Regions from separate parts of the Rattus norvegicus genome. Here region 1 is linked to region 2. The links are chromatin contacts, called in public Hi-C maps. All regions are on one chromosome and are shown on one strand. The core of a region is the stretch at or near the end of the contact, and the rest is flanking DNA. Distances in the headings are between cores, read along the strand shown.

Region 1 (2,700 bases), core at 162-2,661, 230 kb after region 2:
ACTCTTTAAACAACCTCGAAGAGATCACTTATGAGAACCTGAAACCCAGTTACACGTGCTAAAGGGTGAAGCAAGTGGGATCCAGATCTACTGAGGAACCACTGAGGACTGTCTGCTTCCCACTGCTGGCCATGCACCTAGGAAGGTGACCGTCTAAGGTCTGAATGTCTGGTATCCCTATCACTTTCCAGGTGGCCTTTAAACACAGTACCACACGGAAACATTCCACTTCTTGCCTCCCGAACCAAAGTTTCTTTGTTTCCATACAGGGATAGACCCACTGGCCACTCAGAGCTATGGCAAAGATCAGAAAGACAGAGCACGAGTCTCCTCCCTTCCAATACACAGTAGGTGTTCTGGCTTTCGAAACCTTCTCCACTGCCTTGCAGGTTACTATCATCACACAGAACCAGAAAAATGGCCCTCAGATAGTAAAGATACTGCAAATCAGGGCCCTGGTGAACGAATACATGGGGGGTGGGAATAACAGAGCATACGACTCGCCAATTTCATGCCTAGGCCAACATTAGAGATTAACATATATCCACACTCGCACTTGCATGATTGGTCAGAGCAGCGTTATTCATGACTGTCCGAAATGGAAGGGCCCCAAATGCTGTCAATTGAATACTTAATAAGCAAGGTGCATTCTATCTACAAAATGGCAAACTACTCACTAAAGGCATGCTGTCGCACACATAAACCCTGAAAACACCATGTTAAGTAAAAGAAGCCAGACTTCAAAGACCACACAGCCTATATGGTTCCATTTCTATGAATATCTGTAACAGCGAAACTTGGAGACAAAGCAGTAAGTGACAGCCTAAGGCTGGGGAAGGACAAGGAGCCCAGAGAAACTGCTAAAGGATAAGGGGTTTCTTCTTAGGAATGATACATGTATTCTGCAACTGACTGGTGAAGCCTATGTAATTCTAAAACAGTTGTCATACATACTATACGTGGGTGAATTGAATGATGTATAAATTATAACTGAAGAAAGTTAACTTTGAAAAAAAATGGGTTGAACCACTCTCCTATAACCAGAAATTGAGCAAAATGTTTGTTCAACATGGTTCTCTCCCTCTCCGTGTATGTGTATATGTGTGCCTGTGTGCGTGCTTGCGTGAGCACGTGCACACATGCACCATGAAGGGAACCGCTGGAGAGACTGGGTGAGAAGATGGCATTGAGCTAACAGGTGCCAGCATTTGAAATGAGAACGAACTGAGGACTGCTGGGTAGTTCTGTAGGTGGGAGAGAAGGCATGTGCTGATGGGGTGGGTAATGTTTTCAGATGAAAGCGCTTACAAGACAACTTTACAATAAATACTACAAGAAATACGGCTTTAGCTTACCTCCTTCATAAACCGTTCAAATTCTTCATCAAGGTCTACTTTGGAATAGTGGGCCATAACTAATAATTTTCACGTCACAAAGAAAGTATCCTAAAATTATTTACAGCATTGGAAACCCTGAATGGCAGAAACAGAAGAAAAAATAAACACCTCTTGAGGAAAACAACATCATTAAAGCAACACTACTTTAAACTTCAACTTATCAAGACAGTCTTGCATATGGACACACTGATATAACTTGACAATTATACTGCAATTGCAATACATCATTGGAAGTCTAATTCATTGAAACTAATTGTCTTGTGAATGTTATCTTCTCAAGGTCAGTTAAGAGGTGGGCTCTGAGATACTTTCCTGTATATGTATTTGTCTCTGCTAATACCTCTCATAATCAAGGTCCACACAGAGAATATTTTTTTTTATAAAACGCAGGAAGTGGAGGGACCATTTTTTTTTTCTTGTAAAGCACAGTACAGGTTGTCCTGCTTCATTTATGTATTTTCAAATTAAGGGTTTTGCAAAATGGACTTTCTACAACCAGGGATTTTTTTCCAGATATAAACAAAGTGAATTTACAAGACTCAGAATATAACAAAGAATTTAATGATGCATATCTGAAATCCCTACACTTTAATTGGGAGGCCAGCCTGAGTTTCAGGTTAGTCTGAGCTATACAATAGAACTGTCTTAAAATATCCCCAAGGAGCACAAAATACCCTTGAAAGTTAATGACATGCACTAATTACTATTTATGTTTCTCTTGAAACAAAGGCAGGCTAAACAAAACCGAATACCTTGAATGGGATCTAGTCAAGATGCAGCTTAAAGCTCAACTTCAGATAGGTGAGGTCATCTTCAGATCCTAACTTCTGGATTTAACTCTTTGGGGCAACACAAACAAACCCTACTTTTCTTTTCTAAGGGTAGCAGCGAGAGGACTCGAGCGTATAGTTTGCCCACCATCTTCCAGGAGAACACCTAATGCTTTTATTTGCATTTTCGACCAATAGGTCCAAGGGACAGGATGAGGAGTTGGACAAGCAACTTAGTCAGAGGCAAACCCCATGAAAGGGCCCTCAGCCAGGTGTGTCCAGGCTGCAGGAAGCGCAGATTTGGCGGCTGGCTCGAAGCAAATACACACCAACTTGAAGTCCTGGCAGAAGAGCGGAATAACGCGAAAAACAAAGTTCGGAGACCGGGCCTGAGGTACAACCTGGAAACAACAGGGTCGCGGACCACCACAACGCCTCACCTACCTGCTCCTGGGATCCCGCGCTCTCCCGGAAAGTCTGGGGCAGCCAGCTGTTGTCAAGGCAACATACCTCCACGGGCGGGCTCCGGGTTA
Region 2 (2,806 bases), core at 216-2,715:
CACAATATTCTCACATAAACATTTTCTTATGGGGAGTAAAATAAATTCTTGGTGACTGTTTTTTCTTATGTAGCCATCACAAAAGAAAACTTAATCCATCCTTTAATGAGATGGACAATGGACAGTTTGCATGGTTAGGGTGACATTGTAAAGTATGATCATGAAGTCCTTTTAGTTTATACTTAACCATCTGGTCAACAGTTCAATTGCAAACAAACATATTTTATTAACCTATAATCTGAGCTACTTGTGAGGATAAGGCAGGAGAACTGCAAGTCCAATACTTGTTTGGCAATATACTAAAAATATTTTTCCACAGTATTTCAGAATAAAAATGGGTAGAGGTGGAGACGAGAGGCAATTAGGCCGCTAAGAAATGCCTTGGGCTTGAGTGACTTAGCATATCCCCAGACTTTCCCTCGTAATATTAAACCACATTATCACAACTTTGACTTTAGGAACTCTGGAGCTAATTGAAATAAACAATGTGTCCAGAGTCAGGAAAAATTAGTATCCTGCAGGGAATGGATAGGTTATGTAGAACTGTTCTTTGGGAAAATGTTCTCCTTCTATTGGATTCTATCTCTGCATTTGTGTATTCTAGAGACATGCAAAAGAAAGCCCAATGTATCACCAACATGGGCCCACAACATTAGGTGCTTCTCTTGTTAACAAATTAGGATAGTATAAAGTGGCCTGTCTTTTGTTATATGCCCATTAATGTGTGTGTGTATACACACACACAGACACACACACACACACACACACACACAGTATATGGTTTAGATATGGTCATTTATTTCTTACAGAAATCCAAGCCTATTTAAACAGACAAAATGTTCCTTTAATGAACTAAAATGAACTTGCATAAACCATTAAGAACAAGGATGACACCAAAACCAAATCAGTTTAGGACTGAGCTCCTCGACGATTTCAGGGAAAGTGAAAAGCTATGGGAGGAGGAAGAGTGTGCGAATGTGTGAATAGAGCAGGAGACTGGAAACGTCTTTTACTCGTTTTCCAGATAGGTTCCCCAAAGGCGAAGTTTTCTTCTTAAGGCACAGCAGAGTCTGCTTGCGTTCAGCCTCTTAGCTCATGAAGTTGTGAAGTCCTCTTTCCTAGAGCTTAGTATTTTTTTTACAGGAGCATGGACGTTTTGATAGTGTTGTTTTCTTCCACATTTTAAGCAGTCCGATGGTGTTGTTTATCAAGAGGCAGGCCCTGGCATTCTTGTTCTACCAGAAATGATTTTCGGATTTTCGGCCTCTATCAGCACTAGGCTGGGGAACAGCTTCACTCTCTGATCTTTCGGCAGAAAGCTGTCATTTCCTTGTGGTGCTGAAGTTTAGGACCAAACTGAGCATGCGCTGCCTCCAATTCCCCACACAGCCACCCCTCCCATCCTCTGACTCCGCCCCCACCCCGTCTCCCGTGAGCGTGATTGCGTCACCACGCTCCTGACCCCTGGCGACCCCGGAAGTGGGTCGGGGGCTTGGCCTCGGCCAGGCCAAGGAGCCGGCACAGATAGTGGTGGCCGCTGGAGTCCGGCCAACCGAGCCTGTCCGGTGGCGGAGGCCGGATGCGGCCCGAGCCGGGGGCCCAGGATGCTGAACGTCCCTTCCCAGGCTTTCCCGGCCCCCGGCTCCCAGCAGCGCGTTGCCTCCCAGGGGCGTAGCAAGGTAAGTGGCGACGGCCGTTCGCCTACTGACTCAAACACCCCGAGTTTGTTCAAGTTGCTGAAGTTGTCCTCTGTAGGTCTACTCAGTACCCTGCTTCCGGCGTGGTTGCTTTTCTGCCTCAAGCTGTCCTCTCCAGTCTTTTGTTCTTTATAGTCAGAAGGAAAAGGCTGAGCAGTGGCAGCCAGAGAGACTTATCTGAAAGACTGGTGGCTAGGGAAGACTGGAGTCTGCAAACCTCCCATCAAATTTGGTGTCACCTTTCCACGTCACACTCCTCTGTGTATAAGAGAACCAATTGTTCCAGCTCTGCCTCATCTGTGGACACCCCTGGTTGACTCTGAGTCCGGTACCGTGCTCTTGACTATTTGTTGAATATGGTTACTGTGAGCAGCAGGTGGAAATACAGGTATATAGTTACAAGATTCTACAAAAATTGTGCAGTGTATTCATTGCAAGGCCAGTGCTGTTTGCTGAATGTTATTTTGGTAGTCCTTAAGTTTGTGACCACATCTTGTGTTTTCTTTTGAGACTTCTGTCTTCTTGGGCTACTCGATTTCTTTTTTGAGTTTTACTTTATATGACTTTAAGACTTTCACTGAATGTTTTACTTTTTCTCCACTTAGATCTGGGGTTTTGACCTTTGATCAGAAAATGGGTGGAGGTTTTTCATTTGTTTTTTGAAAGTGTCTGTTCCAGCTTTATTCATACATAGTACTCGGATGTTTTGTGGGCTCACTATGGCTGCGTGTATCTTGAGTCCTTTTCCTGTGTCCATTGAATCTTCACAGTTACCCTGAAGATGGGGGTGTTTACTATCTCCATTCTGGGTAAAAAGAAATAGGTTAATGAAAGTCTGCATCAGTCACGTAAGCTTGTGATAGGATTACACCGTTTCCTTCAAGGCTGTGTGTGTGTGGCTGCTCACCCGCCATCGACTGTGAATCTTGCTCTCCTTAAGTTAAATGCTTGGCTCCATAGTCAAAGCTTGCCCTGTGCAGAATGAGAAAGCCAATCTGCCTTTCTTCATTAAAATGGGTATGTTCTCAGCCTTCAGTTAAAGGAGAAAACTTCTAGGCAAAGGTAACAAGTTCCTTAGATGTGGTAGCAGAAAAGAGGGCAAAGTAAAA

Evidence for each region. Hi-C and Micro-C count contacts between places; a contact is called where the count stands out from the background.
Region 1: a contact with region 2 is called in a Hi-C map of kidney, with 4 times the contacts expected there. The contact joins the promoter of Cep162 here to the promoter of Cyb5r4 in region 2. A contact is called at or near these places in 7 of 12 Hi-C or Micro-C datasets (the A7r5 cell line, Schwann cells, frontal cortex and 4 more) and 1 of 1 datasets of contacts at active chromatin or transcription factors (oligodendrocytes).

What each region holds. Positions count from the first base shown.
Region 1 is chr8:97,085,309-97,088,008 of GRCr8, forward strand. It overlaps Cep162 (centrosomal protein 162), which reads right to left and starts at 1,412. Exons shown (of 26, transcript NM_001277060.1): 1 at 1,356-1,412. The coding sequence starts at 1,412.
Region 2 is chr8:96,859,624-96,862,429 of GRCr8, forward strand. Cyb5r4 (cytochrome b5 reductase 4) reads left to right here and starts at 1,466. Exons shown (of 16, transcript NM_133427.3): 1 at 1,466-1,679. The coding sequence starts at 1,605.